Regions from separate parts of the Mustela erminea genome. Here region 1 is linked to region 2. The links are chromatin contacts, called in public Hi-C maps. All regions are on one chromosome and are shown on one strand. Each heading gives the region's core, a stretch centred on a gene start, on an enhancer-like site or on the middle of the called end of the contact. The rest is flanking DNA. Distances are from core to core; before and after follow the strand shown. Region 1 has its middle 38 kb from the start of CFAP298. Region 2 holds the start of EVA1C (protein eva-1 homolog C).

Region 1 (3,373 bases), core at 768-3,267, 77 kb before region 2:
GATTTCCACAAAAAGCCCAAGCCCGGGGGCACCTGGGTGGCTCAGTGGGTTAAGCCTCTGCCTTCAGCTCAGATCATGATCCCAGGGTCCTGGGATGGAGCCCAGCATCAGGCTCTCTGCTCAGCAGGGAGCCCGCCTCCTCCTCTCTCTCTTTCTCTCTGCCTGCCTCTCTGCCTACTTAGGATCTCTGTCAAAAAAATAAATAAAATCTTAAAAAAAAAAAAAAAAAGCCCAAGCCCAGAAGGGTTCAATGGTGAACAACACTGTATAATGCTGAGCTCAGTGCCTGGTACTGAGTAAGTACCCAAGAAAGGTCATCCTATATCATTATTATTTTTCTATCACATATTTTTCAAATGTTATGTTACACTTACCTACCATCTCTTGCTGGATTGTGAGCTTCCCAAGGGAAGGAATCTGTCTTATTCTTTATATTCCAAGTGTCCGGCTTGGTGCCTGGCTAATGTTCCAAGAGAGGTAGAGAGAAAATAATGCTTATTTATTTGAAAGAGAGAGAGTATGAGCAGGGAAGAGGGGCAGAGGGAGAGGGAGAAGCAGACTCTCTGCCAAGCAGGGAGCCTGATGCAGGGCTTGATCCCAGGACCCCAAGATCATGGCCTGAGCTGATGGCAGATGCTTAACTGACTAAGCCACCTAGGCACCCCAACAATTTAAGAATATTAAAAATTGCATTAAAAAATATTTTACTTATTTATTTGTCAGAGAGAGGGAGAGAGCACAAGCAAGGAAGCAGCAGGCAGAGAGAGAAGCAGACCCCCTGCTGAGCAAGGAGCCTGATGTGGGACATGATCCGAGGACTCTGGGGTCATGACCTCAGCCAAAGGCAGATGCTTAACTGAGCCACCTAGGTACTCCAACAATTTAAGATTATTTAAAAATTGCTTTGATGCTGGACAGGAAAGGCAATTATCCATCTGTCCAGGGCAAAACATTGCTTCCAGGGCCCACAAAGCTATCTCTCAGAGTCTGTCCTTGATGCTGGTGTGCATGTCACTGGTCCCATGCCATGTCAAGTGGTGGTGGCTATTTGGGGGGATGGGTGGATGCACATGTGAGGCCCTTCGCAGAGAGGAACAGGGGTGGGGTGTGAAGAGAAAGCTGGGCCAGGGGCCAAAGGCTGAGCTTCCCTTTACCTCCCCCTGCCCGATGCTGTGTGGCCACCTGTCTACACCAAACATTGAAGAGTTTGAGTACTTTAAGTTCGAATCTGGTCTTCAAGATTCTTATAAAGGTATATTTGTTAAAGTAGAAAAAGTTGCATATTTTTAAAAAAAGATTTTATTTATTTATTTGACAGAGACAGATCACAAGTAGGCAGAGAGAAAGAGAGAGAGGAAGCAGGCTCCCCACTGAGCAGAGAGCCCGATGCAGGGCTCAATCCCAGGATCCTGACATCATGACCAGAGCTGAAGGCAGAGGCTTAACGCACTGAGCCACCCAGGTGCCCCAAGAAGTTACATATTTTATGTAAGTTTTCTTCTTTGTCTTGATTTTAATATTTGGCTTTATGGTATGTGATTTCTTCTCTCAGACCCTGCAAATGTTAGGGACAGACCTACTGATTTCTACACATACATAGAAAAACCAGTCTTATTTTGAGTCTTTTACGTAAAAATCATGATGTATGTTTTTTATTTTGTTGTTCACAATTTACCCTTTTCACTTAATAATAGGACTTCAAGTATTTTTTGTGTCACTACATAGAGATCTATCTACTTCGTTTGAACACCCAATACAATGCATCCTTATTATTCTTTTCCCCAGAACAGCTGGAATTCTTCCCAAGACATCTTCAATAAGAAAAGAAGCTTTGCTCATGTGCACAGAGATGTAGGCAAGATGGATGTAACAGGAACCTCCACGGAGACAAGCCTGGCTTGTTCCCGCAACCCGCCCTCCGCTGACGGCACACACCTCACGCTCCCAGGGTCCGGAGGGTTTCCAGTCAGAGGTCAGTTTCTAAGGAAGGAAGTTTGGGAGCTCAGACCTGGGAGGCAACTCACTGGGTCTGCACATTCCTCATCGATTAGTAACACATTCTCTTGCTAGTTCATTGTGAGCGAGTCGGGAGCGCTTTCCTTTTTCTCTTTTAGTGAAGTCACGTCACGATTTTACACAAGCCTCTAATTGCAGCTCCCTCCCTTCCTCAGAAACTAATCGAGCATTTTCCAGGTCAGATTGGTGTTTAGTCATCTGGACATGAGTCCCCCTTCCTCTTGCCTTAATCTTTCCCAGGCTGGATTCTGTCTTTGAAACAATAGGAAATGACAAGGTCTATTTTTCTTTTCTTGAAAGGACTCAATCCATGGAGTCATGAGTTGGAACAGAGAAAGTACGGGGAATGCATATGTACCCCCAATAGGAAGTGACCAACTTTCCTCTCTTTGTTCTGCCGAGTCCTGTGGGCTGAGCTCACGATATCCCAGAGAGTTTGCTTAAAGGCAGGAAGGCGGCCTGGTCACCTCAAGATAAATTCGCAGTTGGATTTTCTGTTGGACCGCGCTGAAATGCAATTAGGCTGTGAGCAGTCTTCAAGCAAAGTTTGGAAACCTTTCGAAAAGGGGCTCCGTGAGAATAAGCTGTCGGGTGCTTGATACTAATTACATCTTAAAGCACCCACGTGAGTCCGTCACCAGGCTCGCTTTCTAAGCGTGTTGATTTTCATTTCTCCAAGAGAATTAAGCTGCCGTTTGTATTTTCCGCGATATTATAAGTAACTGAATAGTGATCAGTAAAATCAGGAGCAATTGCAGTTCCAAGAGTCAGAAGGCCAAGGTCTGAGGCCAGGCCCCGCCGGCTGTGGGTGGGCTGAAGAGACAAGTCCCTTCTCTGCACTGGGAGGTGGAAGGGGAGGGTGCTGCCCAGAGAAGGTGACGCCATCCTTACCGCCAGGTGTCAAACAAGTCCCATGGTCTGGAGCACAGACCCAGCCCCGGGTGTCCTGCACCTTTCGCCTGTTTTCCCACGGCCCGTCCCCGCTCTGGCTATTCTCCATTTCCAAACATGCGCTTCTGGCCCCCACCTCCTGGCCCATCACTGCTGCTCATCTCGGCTCCTCCCCACCCCTTGATTCACCTTTCAAAGTTCTGCTCCTTCTTTAAGGACCAGCCTGAGCACCTCCGCCATCCTCTCTTTGCTCCCACCCCTCCTGTTGTGATCACTTACTGTCATTCTTACTCCCTGTCTTGAGAAGCCAGGACATCCGAAGCGTAAAGGCAAGGGCCGGCTCTGTTCCTGGGTTCAGTGGAGGTGTGAGAAACTGAAGCAAGAGGAAGAGGAGGGACGGAAGGTTGTGGAGTCGTGGTGACCCTGCAGGGATGTCTGGAGAGTGGGGACAGGGTTCAAAGCCTGG
Region 2 (3,320 bases), core at 597-3,096:
GCCCTCCCTGCCTGCCGGCGCAGACTTCAGGTCAGACGTCCCTCGGGCTAGTCTCCATACATGGGCACCCGGGAGGCTGGCTGGGGCGCACCCGGACCATGCGCGTGGCAAACCAAGTGCAACTCCGCGGACCAGCACGTGTAATGTACAGCGCTGGGCGCGGCTCCGGGTTTAGGAGCCTCCAGGGGACACGTATCCGTCAGAGTCGGGTCCCTGATGCCAGGAGCCGATGATGGGAAATTGACGAGGTAAACAGCAGGGCGAGAAACTCCCAATAGGTTACCCACCCTTCCTTGGGGAGGGGAGGACCTCCTGTGCCATCACTCCACACGCAGCCACCTCTATGCCAAAGGCTCACACCAGGCAAGAAAACTGGCTATAAGCGTGCCTCAACATCAATCCAACCCGGCTGTGCCCCCTTGGGTGGCTGCCGCCAGCCGAGGGCTCACCTGGGCGCACTGTGGCGCCGGGGGCGCAAGGCGAGGGAGGTTGCTTCTTACCGGAGAAGTCCGTGAGCGCTGCGATCTCTTTGGAACAGACCAGGACAGTGCAGTAGAAGAGGCGCAGGAGCTGCCCGGGAGGTTCTACCTGCCTGCGGGGTCCGGGATGCTGCGCGGGCTGCGGCGCGGGCGGCGGGCGCGCGTGTCCAGGCAGAAGCATGGTGCCCGGCGCGACCTAGAGCGGGCGCGGGCCCGGGGCGCGAAGGGGGTCCCTGGGCAGAGGGCAGCGTCACATGGCGGGGCGAGTCGTTGGCCTGCGGCTCCGCGGCCCCCCGCCACCTCCCGGCTCAGGCTGCCAGAGCCTTTTCCCAGCGCAGGCCAGCCCCGGCTCCCCAGCAAAGGGGAGGGGGCGGAGAAGTGGGGCGGGGCGAGGAGCCCCGGGAAGGATCCGCGTAGTTTCCCCGAGAGGAAATCTCCGCTGCCTCCCCGCGAGAGGAAACGAGGGGGGCCGAAGGGAAAGTGCAGCCTTCGCGCGCCGGGCGGCTGCGGGGGCCGGTCCCTGGCGAGCTGCCCGCCTCGGAGGGCGCCCCCAACAGCGCACCAAGGACCGCGCAACTTGAGCGCCTTTCACTCCTGGGTCCCCGCCCCGGAGACGGCCCGGCACCCCTGGCCCGGCCCGCGCTGGCCCGGCGCCAGCCTCGCCCTGGCTGCGGGAGGAGCGCGGCCGGTGCCCGTGACGCACTTTGGAGCCAGCGCCGCGCGTTGAGCCCAAGAGCCCCCGGGGCCGGGCGGAGGTAGGGGCCGTGGGAAGGTGGGGTCCTGGAGGTGTAGGACCCCAGCACTGACGTCCCTGCGACCTGCGTCGCTCCTCGTGTAGAATCACCAAGCACGCAGTTACCCCATTTCACGGAGGAAGAGACTGAGGCCCCGAGCTTTGCCCAAGCTAACGCAGCCAGGACGGGAAGGAGAAGGGTTTGGGGAGGGGATTTCAAAGCGGGTCAGATGGCTCCAGGGCCGGTTTCTTTCTTCTTTCTCTTCCTACGTTTCCTTTGGGTACTGGTTGTCCAGCAGCGCTCGGAGGATTTGACACTGGCCCGGCATAAATAGCACCGAGCGCTAATAATTGGGCTTTGTTTTAAAATGGGCCACCGCATCTTTCTAAACCTCTCAATTACGCGCGGTGTGACCTAGGCCCAGCCCGTGGGCGAGGAGCGGACTACGTGGCCGGGGCTCGGGGACACAGAGGACAAATGCGTGGGAGCGCGTGGGGGCTCGTAGCTGAGCTCGGGGTGCGGGAACCTGGGGGCCCCAGCGACCCAAACCCCGCGGACTGCGCGAGCGTCCCGGCCGGGCGGCGCCGGCGGCAGGGAGGAGGGCTGGGCCGGCGGGCGCTCGGCACAAAGTGTTCCCGAACACCGCGGGGAGGCCCTGCCAAGTTCTCCGCGGGCCTGACGCGGAAACGTAGATAATGAGGCCCAAGGGCGGGACCAGGCGCACTGCCCCAGCCGGCTCCCAACGGCACTGCCAGCGCCGCACAGTGCGGCGGCCGGGAGGCTTGGGGACAGGAAAACCCGGACGCGCCGATCTACCTGTGGGAACGTCGAGGAGATGCGCCGCAAGGATCCAGGAGGGCTCCAGCAGGCGCTCCGTCGGAGGAACTGGTATTTCTGTCCCCTTCCTCCCAGTCTGGAGGTAGGGTGGCAAGGGCTAAACCTCAATCCTTGTTCAGTGGGACCCATTCTACCGGGCACAGTGAATACTCAAGCTTGGGGCGCTTGGGTGGTGCAGTGGGTTAAGCCTCTTCCTTTGGCTCAGGTCATGATCTCAGGGTCCTGGGAGCCTGCTTCCCACTCTCTCTGCCTGCTTCTCTGCCTACTTGTGATCTCTGTCTGTCAAATAAATAAATAAAATCTTTTTAAAAAATACTCAACCTTCTCCGGGCACCTGGCCAGCTCAGTTGGTAGAACGTGCAACTCTTGATCTCCAGGTTATGAGTTCCGCCCCATGTTGGTTTGTAGAGAATATTAATTTTTTTAATCTTAAAAAAAAAAACAAAACCCTCAACCTTCTCAATAACTTTTGGACATAAGTATTAGTATGCACTTTCTAGATTGGGGAAACTGAGGCTGGGAATGTAGGTAAGGATGCCTAGCACTAGGAGCCACTGAGTAAGTAAGTATTGGTTGCTCAAAACTCGGGTCCCGGGTGTAGCTGGGGTCCCAGCCATTCACTTCTCTGGTTTCAGTATGAAATGGTAAGTGCTAGGGGATGTGCAGTCAGGGAAACTGGCTCCCACATGGTTGGGGGCCGGAGGGGGCCTCCTGCTAAGGTTGTGTAGGCATGAACTTGTTTCCAGGTGCCAGTGTGGGCTCTGTTGCTGACCATGCACACCCATGGTTTCCTTCTCTATAAAGTCTCAGGCTTGCGACCCTTTAATTAGTTAATACACGTGACCAGGACAAGGTCTGAAGCTGGTAAATGCTTGGTCAGTATTAGTCATTATTGGGCACCTGGGTGGTTCAGTCGTTAAGCCTCTGCCTCCAGCTCAAGTCATGATCCCAGGGTCCTGGGATCGAGCCCCGCATCGGGCTCCCTGCTCAGCGGGGAGCCTGTTTCCTCCTCTCTCTCTCTGCCTGCCTCTCTGCCTACTTGTGCTCACTGCTCAGCGGGAAGCCTGCTTCTCTCTCTCCCTCTCGCCCTGCTTGTGTTCTCTCTCTCTCTCGCTATCTCTCTCTGTCAAATAAATAAAATCTTTCTAAAAATATTAGTCATTAATACAGACAGGAGGACAGTGACTGGAGAATCATAAACTAAAAGGGGACACAGAGCAGAAGAGAGGGGGAGCTGAGTGATAGTAAAAATTGTTTTATTGGCTTATAG

What was found. Hi-C and Micro-C count contacts between places; a contact is called where the count stands out from the background.
Region 1: a contact with region 2 is called in a Hi-C map of skeletal muscle, with 10 times the contacts expected there. The contact joins the enhancer-like site here to the promoter of EVA1C in region 2. A contact is called at or near these places in 2 of 3 Hi-C or Micro-C datasets (fibroblasts and skeletal muscle).

The regions. Positions count from the first base shown.
Region 1 is chr1:208,253,350-208,256,722 of mMusErm1.Pri, reverse strand. No RefSeq gene overlaps it. Among named protein-coding and RNA genes, the nearest start is that of CFAP298, 38 kb to the left of the region's middle. Within about 2 kb of position 2,017, the one cell type or tissue checked has open chromatin away from gene starts, as enhancers often do. A contact at or near this core is called in fibroblasts, where this site is marked.
Region 2 is chr1:208,176,057-208,179,376 of mMusErm1.Pri, reverse strand. EVA1C (protein eva-1 homolog C) reads right to left here and starts at 1,846. Exons shown (of 6, transcript XM_032353780.1): 1 at 501-1,846. The coding sequence starts at 660. LOC116596576 (a long non-coding RNA gene) reads left to right here and starts at 2,072. Exons shown (of 2, transcript XR_004288192.1): 1 at 2,072-2,132.